Linked DNA regions of Capsicum annuum: region 1 is linked to region 2. The links are chromatin contacts, called in public Hi-C maps. All regions are on one chromosome and are shown on one strand. The core of a region is the stretch at or near the end of the contact, and the rest is flanking DNA. Distances in the headings are between cores, read along the strand shown. Region 1 holds the start of LOC107839915 (thiamine biosynthetic bifunctional enzyme TH1, chloroplastic). Region 2 holds the start of LOC107839914 (serine/threonine-protein kinase SRK2B).

Evidence for each region. A called contact is a pair of places that touch in the nucleus more often than the background predicts.
Region 1: a Hi-C map of leaf shows a contact between it and region 2, with 2.7 times the contacts expected there. The contact joins the promoter of LOC107839915 here to the promoter of LOC107839914 in region 2. A contact is called at or near these places in 4 of 5 Hi-C or Micro-C datasets (bud, leaf and placenta).

The regions. Positions count from the first base shown.
Region 1 is chr8:160,367,719-160,372,005 of UCD10Xv1.1, forward strand. It overlaps LOC107839915 (thiamine biosynthetic bifunctional enzyme TH1, chloroplastic), which reads left to right and starts at 1,683. Exons shown (of 11, transcript XM_016683576.2): 1 at 1,683-2,547; 2 at 2,622-2,692; 3 at 3,251-3,523; 4 at 3,913-3,987. The coding sequence starts at 3,326.
Region 2 is chr8:159,841,214-159,845,781 of UCD10Xv1.1, forward strand. LOC107839914 (serine/threonine-protein kinase SRK2B) reads left to right here and starts at 2,314. Exons shown (of 9, transcript XM_016683573.2): 1 at 2,314-3,118; 2 at 3,320-3,394; 3 at 3,525-3,626; 4 at 3,791-3,844; 5 at 3,964-4,056; 6 at 4,146-4,238. The coding sequence starts at 2,999.

The DNA of each region.
Region 1 (4,287 bases), core at 433-2,932, 530 kb after region 2:
GAACTGACCGTTCAATGCGAAAGCCACCTTCGTCGGCGAATTAGCCTCTGGCGAAAAAGAGTAGGCCTGTATAAGAAGCGATGCAGGGAATTTGGGGTGTAAAGAGGGGAAGGAAGAAATGAGTAGAGTGGAGCGAAAGCTTTGAATTTCGAGACGCGGGATTTGGCGAGATTGCTTGGCCCGATTATGATCATATCGCATTTGGGCCAAACAAATAGTAACAGTTCAATTTATATAGAGAGAGGAAAAAATACATAAAGTAGTATATTTAAATATTAAATTACAAAAAAAAAATAGCAACATTTTTATCAAATTACATTTTATAGCATATGTATTTGTATTTTTGTAGCAATAATTTGCTAAAATACAAAATACATATCGATTATAAAGACAGTAAAAATCATATGTATTTATATTTTTGTAGCAACAGTTTGCAAAAATACAAAGTACAACTTGGTATACTATATAATTATGAAACTGTTGCTATGAAACTCATAATTAAGGGAATAAGTATGTTATTTCTGAATTTTTCCCTAATTTATATACACTTTTCATACAACTTACATATATAACTTACCCAACTTGTGTATTTTACAATTTGTATAGAGTTATGTTGCATGTATTTTCTATGTGAGATATACAAGTGAATATATCTGAAATACAAAATACATACTATAATTATTTATTCATGGACATCTAGAAAAAATAAACAATATTGTTCTTTTTGTTTTCAACCAAAATCAATTATATTCTTCTTCAAACTCCCTTCAACTTGATATATAAACTTAACATTTGCACTAAGAACCAATTCAGTAAGTCAACATTTTCTTAAAACTCAATTTTAATTTAAAGTTTTAAAATGAACGCTCATAAAACTTTCAAACATAATTTATTGGTTCGTAATTGCTCATGTTGTCACCTGAATATATTAAGATGATTAATCACTTAATAGATAGAGATTTTTCGAAAATTACTTTGTGAATTCAATTATATTAATCATGTCCATGTATAGTCAACTATTTTGATCTTGTTTTCAATTCGAAAGACTCAAGATCGAAAATATTTTCTTGCCAATCAATAATTTGAATATTAAAAATTATTAGTAATATATAGTTTTGTTTTTAATGTGTTTGGTGAGTAAATGAAGAATATTGAAACTTACTCGCTTATTTTGTGTGCAATTTATAAATATTTTAAGTAAATAAATATGAATTTCCTCGATACTGATAACTAAATTTATTTATTTTGTATATACAGATAAAAATCTTTATATTAAATTTGATTTACTGAGATTATGTTTTTATAATTGCAATAATCACAATTTATCATTCATTATAGTAGTATGTGGCAACCAAACAAGATTATTGATCAGTCCTTTTAATTTCATTTTTAAAATGATTAATTTTTAAAAAACTATTTTTGACCATTTTTTCAAGTCACTGGCTTACTTTAAAAAAAAAGTTGAGAAAAGGGTTCAAAAAAAAAAAAAAACCCTACTTTAAAAAATTGACCAAATTTATTCACAGTCATACTTAGAGGTTATATATGCCCCGCTGTTATTAATTTTACATATGTACCCCTCAACTAACAGAATAACCCAATTCATTTAAAATGATCCGTTTTAAAAATTTTAAAATCAAACCCAACCCGACCCATATTAAAAGACCAAACAAATACCTATAATAGGCATTTTCTCACATAACCATTCCCCTTTCCGAACAAAATTTTGTAGGATGAATTTTAACAGGAATGAGAATAGATTTTTAACAGGATAACTGGAAAGAGATGGCTCTCGTCTTTTTGGCAGAAGGAAAATGACCCCTCACCGGAAATTTTTCTGTTGGAATCTCGGAGCAACTTTCTCCTCATTTTTTCATATGGAACAAATTTACTCCCTACTATAGAACCGGGAAGTGGAATAGATTGAAGTTCATTGGATTGCCCTTAATAGATGCAGCGTCCTGTGTAATTCAGTTTGTTTTTCAGCAAGACTTTCAAGAGGGAACCACATATTTCACCTTTCTTTCAAATAATTCATTCCTAACTTTCGGGGAGCTTCAGTTTACAAGATCTGTTCAAGTTGTGCAGTGGACCGATGGAGCTCCAGCTTGGGAAGTTTATTCTAAAATGGTACATCCACCATGTGGACCTTCAACAATCTGCAGCAAGAATAAGTCCCCAATTTACAGCTGCTTAACAGGGTTTGTGCCACAGTCTAGAGACAAATGGAGCAAAGGAAACTGGACAGGTGGTTGTGTGAGGCGAACTGAATTACTGTGTCAGCAAAAGGGAAATATATCGTCTCATGGAGTTGGACTGCAGGACGGATTTTTGAAGTTTAGTGGACTAAAACTGCCTGATCTTGCTGCTATTTTTTGCCTTGACAGTGCAAGTGAATATGAAAAGATTGTGTTTAAACAATTGTTCTTGCACTGCTTATGCTTATGTGGCGGGAATTAGGTGTATGGTGTGCTCTGGTGATCTTTTAGATATGCAGGATTATTCGTATTCTGGGGAAGATCTTTTCCTTCGGCTTGCCTACTTAGAGTTGGGTAACTACTGTATTAATTTGGTTTACAATAACTTCACCATGTAATTCATACTCAAAATTCATCCTACAGAATTTTTTTGGGGAAGAGGAGCAATTTTGTTGGGAACATTCATCATACAGAAGTCAGGATGGAAGCCTTAGGTATGTGAAAAAATGCCTATTGTGGCTATTTATTTGGTCTTTTAATATGGGTCAGGTCGGGTTTGATTTTAAAATTAAAAAATGGGTCATTAAATTGTGGCTGTTAGTGCAGGGTTATATCTCAATTTTAAAAAATAGAGAGGGTATTTTTGAGTTTACCCAAAAAAGTTCAATGCAGAAATCTAAAAAAAAATAAAAAAATATTTGCCACATATCCCGTGAAGAGTCACATAGTCTCACGGATAAAAAGTGACCCGTACCCGTGGACTCCCCCCACTTTCCAAAAAGCTTCCATCTCTCACATGGCGTATTTGTGTTCTCACCTTCTATCCACTTGCTCCTTCACTCCTAAACCTCAGGTAAAAATTCTCATTCCTTCTCTTCATACTCGAACATATTTAGCGTTCGTTATGCGGGATAACTTGGAATATCCGGAATTAAATACTGCATTTGTTTGAAGGTATAAATTCATTCAACTTGAGACTATAATCCCAGCAGGTCTGCGCACCTGCTATGAAAAAGCTACATTTGATCCTTATACGGATTTCAATTATTTAGATTCCAGTTCAGCTGAGTCCCAGCGCAGCTTGTATCAGAAGTTTTCATCAATATAGGCTTTTGCATATCAAGGCGATGCAAGACGATAAAGTTTCCACGTCAACGCCGTGCGATGAGTCCAAAGTTAGAGTTCCTCACGTTCTGACGGTTGCCGGCTCCGATTCCGGCGCCGGCGCAGGTGTTCAAGCGGATATCAAGGCGTGTGCTGCTAGGGGAGTGTATTGCTCCACTGTCATCACTGCTGTTACTGCTCAAAACACCGTAGGGGTTCAGGTATTAATTAATACTCTCCGTGAGGTTACAGTCTGTTACTCTTTCCGTCCCAATTTATGCGGCACAATTGGAATTTGGAGAGTCAATCAAGTCTTTCTTTGACTGAAATTTTCTTATATGCCTTTTAAACGTTTTAAGTTGCGGCACAATTGGAATTTCGAGAGTCCATATATGCATTTTAATGCTTTTAAGTTATTAACCATTGTGATTTATTGTATCATTTTTTGTAGTTTTCACATATATAATTTCTATTTCAAAAGACTTAAAGCTTCTATGTCCAAGTTCAGGTTCAAAGTTTCAAAGACAATGTCACATAAATTGGGACAGAGGGATTACTAATATTTTGTTATTGTGTTCGCCGTTGTGAATTCTGTTGTGGTTTATTCTAGGGTGTGAATATTGTGCCAGTGGATTTTGTGGCGGAGCAGTTGAGGTCGGTCCTTTCCGATATGCCTCCCAATGTTGTAAGTATATCATGTTAATGTCATAATGTTCACATCCATTTGATAATGTTATTTTCTGTAAGGTATACATTGATTCGATCAATTGAAGAGTGTAAAAGTCCCGATCATTGATTGTATTTTCAATAGTTTTAGCCACATAAGAGTCATGTATGATGCTGCACAGACAGGAATATGAGTATATTCTTTTTTGGAGTATTCATGTATTGCTAATTTTATACTCTTAAGATTTTCCAGCACAGGTTCACTCGTGCTTAACTTTTATAATAGGATTATATTCCCTGTTTGCTTCAAACTCTTTGC
Region 2 (4,568 bases), core at 1,064-3,563:
TATTTTCACTTGACAACTTCATGTGTATTCTCCTTACACATTTTAATTATCTCAATTCCATCTCTCTCATCTTATCTAATACAAAGACCTTATCACCCTGGTCTCACATATTTTTGTTTATAAGCCAATTTTTGTCTAATATATTCATGCATTCGTGAACTCTTTATTTCCGCTATTTTTATCTTATAATAGACATACGAATTTTTGATCAATCAATTACATTTTATTTATCCAATCTAATTGATTTAGCAATTACTTTATAAAACTATGAAACATAACATAAATTTATAATAAATAATAGATAATAGAATTCATGTAAATATGAAAAATAAATTATTATCATATTTACTAAGTACTTATTTAACAAACTAAATTAATAGTCTATTTGATCAAACTTCTGCAATTGATTTATTTTAAGAAGTGTTCTTTTTAACGTGTTTTTTCAAACAAATATTTTTGATGAGAAGCACTTTGTGTTTGCCTAATTAATTTTAAGCATCAATTAGTATTTAATTAAATTTTTAAGATTACTTTTAAGTATATTTTATCAAAGTGCTTTTAAGAGAAATTTTCTTTTTGACTTAATCTTTTTATTTTTAAAAAGTATTTTTTTTCTTCTATAAATTTAAATAAACACCTTATTATTATTTTGAAAAAGCACTTTTTAAAATTAATAAACTTGGCCAAACATTGGTGTAAATATTGGCATTGTTGGGGCAAACTCAACTTGAATCGTAACAATCGGATGAGAAAGAAAGATGTTGGAGTGGATTGGGCCACACGTCAATCACACTGTTGCCACCGCTTCACTTATTTTGACCCGATTCGACCGACAACTCCTTTACCTTAAATTTACTCCCTCGTATTTTAAAAAAATGAGATCAAAGAATGATGCTTTTTCGTTTTTGGCAATACTTTAATTTTAATTTTTTACATGACATATTTATGATCACAATATTAAAGGACATTTGGATACATTTGACACTACTTTAATTTAAGGCCATAAAATCAAAAGTTTCTTTATTTTCTTAAATTTTATGCCAAGTTAAAGTAGGTTATTCCTTTTTAAACGGAGAAAGTATTAAAATCCCCACATATATATATATAATAAAAAATCAATATTTATTGACAAATAAACAAATTAATTAAGGAAAAAAAATTAATAACTCAATTGTTTGATTATACGAACTCTCATCTAATCTGTGTGAATTTGATTCTCTTTTTATAATCATGTAAACAACACCATCAACAATCAAAGCATACATCTAGAGTGAACACTTATCCTCAAGCTGTCAATACTGCTCGGCTCAGTCCATCCAGGCTAGCTCATACGGATTTATATGTGAACTGTGGACCTCGTGGGCTAATTCATTTTTAAAAAAAATAATATTTTATAATTTAATTTTAGAATATTAATAAACATAAATATTATCAGATAATATTACATAATGTTAATACTTGTTAATCAAGTCTCCAACACCTCAAAAATTATTCCTAATAGCGAAATTAAATAACTTTTGACATGATATTCTTCAAACCAAATAAAAATACGAATAAAACAATCTAAATAGTTGCATGTATTTGATTTATGGGCTGGCCCACGGGCGAGCCCAACCCACGTTGCTCAAGCCCCATGGGCTGCGGGTTTATACGGGCCATGCTAAAAAGCCTTATTTCTAAACAGGATGCAAAAACTAAAGCTCAACTCTATCAAATTACAGATCGACCTAACAGGCCTGACCTATATTGACGACTCTACTTTTTAATTATCTTAATTAAAGAGTAAGAATAGCCTCTGATCATTATCTAATTACAATAATTTTCTTTTAAATATCCTAATTTTGAAGATTTCTTTTTTGGTAAAAAAAGACAATAGAGTATATTACTGTTGTTGGAGTATGCCCCTTTCCTGTAATTAATAAACTATTTCTTTAATTAATTAAGGAAATAACAAGTAAAGCACTATGTTCTATTCCATTCGTTCCATTTTATCCGTTCCAAATCGGAATGATACAGCTATTAAAAAAATAATAATTAGTAATATAACTTTATCATTTTATCCCTTTTAATTGTGTCTTGTTGTTAGTTCCAATATTGATGGATGAGTAATATCAAAACACCATTTATATTCTTAATGGTGTACTTTTAATAATATTCTTTTTTGTAATATTTTTTAAGAATACTAATAATAAAGAGTAATCAATTACATTAAAGATATAATAAAAAAAATTATATTATCGTAATAAATAAAAAAGAATAAGTAAAATAGGATAATAAATTAAAAAATTTAGAACGAGCGAATATTTTACTACTCTAAATAGGGAAGAGATACTTTGATAATAATGATGGAAGTATAGACTTTAATAAGGCATGAGATTTCAATAATAAAAAAATATTCCTTCATTCCTCTTTTTCACTTTTTGTCATTCACCATTTCACACTTCTATGCACTTGTGTGTCCCTGTTCCCTAGAATCTCTCACCCTGTCTCATGCACACACACACTGAGTGGGATTCCTTGCTTTTACCTTCAAATCTCTTCCAATTAATCTTTGATTTTTATTTTCTCTCCTCTTTTTCCACCATAATCCCATCTCAATTCCTTTCCAAGGCCCACAATTTCCAGTTTTTGTGTCTCAACAAACCCTAGTTCTTCTAAAATTCACAGATTTTCAAACACCCTTTTCTTGATTTGGTGCATATATGTTGATCTTGGGTCATATCATGTTGTAATTCAGCTTAAAGGGTTGATTTTCTTGGAGTTTGTTTTTTGGGATTATTTGGGAATTTTGTAAATTGCTTTAAAGATTGATCCTTTTTTGTTAAATTGAGAACCCCAACATTCCCAATTTGGGATCTTGAAGCTGAATTTTGGGTTTTGATTGGTTTTTGAAAGGGGAATTGGATAAGAAAGTTTGAAGCTCAAAGTTTGGTGGATTTTGTTATATATATATATATATATATATATATATATAGGAGTTTTTGAAGGATATAAGAAGATGGAAAGATACGAGCTTGTGAAGGATATAGGGTCTGGGAATTTTGGTGTTGCAAGGCTCATGAGGCACAAGGAGACAAAAGAGCTTGTGGCTATGAAATACATTGAGAGAGGACACAAGGTTTGCATAATTACTGTTTTTTTTTTTATCATTAATCTGACATCTTCTAGTTGTTTTAAATGTCTGATGCTCATTATTTTGTATTGTTTATTGTGTTTTTTTCCTAATTATTAGTTAAACATTCTTTAATCAGCTAGGTTCCCCAGTCTCTTTTTTATATGCAATATTATATAGATTTGAGATATGCCACTTTTGTTGTAGATTGATGAGAATGTAGCAAGGGAGATCATTAATCATAAATCACTTCGACATCCGAACATAATTCGCTTCAAGGAGGCAAGTGTGTTCATATAATTCACTATTTTGCAATGCCCTTTTGCTTTCATGTTGTTTTCTTTTGAAAATGGAAAGAATAAGTTAAGGAATAACTGGTCTAACTGTTGTTCATTTGTTTTGTGAGATGCAGGTGGTATTGACTCCAACTCATCTTGCTATTGTCATGGAATATGCAGCTGGTGGAGAACTGTTTGAGCGCATCTGCAATGCAGGAAGGTTCAGTGAAGATGAGGTATAGTTAAAATTTCTAACTGTTTCAATAATAAGTCTAGCATAAGCTTCCGGTGTGATGAACGAATTATGTAATTTTAGAAGGCCACACTTATGGGATCTTAGGGGCCTTGATTCCCTCTCTTTAATGCCTCTCTCATTTGGTTCTCGCTGCTGTTATTTCAGGCTAGATACTTTTTCCAGCAGCTTATTTCAGGAGTCCACTACTGTCACAACCTGGTGAGCAACTTACAAGAATTTACAGATAATTATTCTTTAGCTGTGAACATATAAAATGCCATCTTTTAATTTAAGGGAGTTAGTCCTCATCCCTGATCAAATTTCCATTGCCTTTGCAGCAAATATGCCATAGAGATCTGAAACTGGAGAATACCCTTCTTGATGGAAGTGCAGCTCCACGCTTGAAGATATGTGATTTTGGATACTCAAAGGTTGATGTGTTCTGCTGATTTGTAGGTATAGACTTATATTATTCCCATAGGAATTCTAAGATGCTCATAGTTTTCTCCTGCAATTGCAGTCGTCCCTGTTGCATTCCAGGCCAAAATCAACTGTTGGGACTCCAGCTTATATTGCTCCAGAGGTCCTCTCCAGAAGGGAATATGATGGCAAGGTATCAATGTGATTAATTATGTGATTTTTTACATTTGGTGGAGACTGGAGAGGCATTATGCAATTGATATTTCTCTGGCATCATCTGTGTGGAGCTGAATTTGCTACCATATGTGTCATTTATGGTAAATAATAATAATATTTCCTCCTATGGGTAGTTAGGAAACCAATATTACTGGTCGCTATATGACTTGTTAAGAAGCCACTATAACTTGTCGCTCTATACTTGTATAACTGGTCGCTCTACGACTTGTTGAATTTACAGGTGATGCTTCCATCGTTGCGGAAATTGCATCTTTTTGCTTACATCCCCATTATTTTCTAAAGGTAG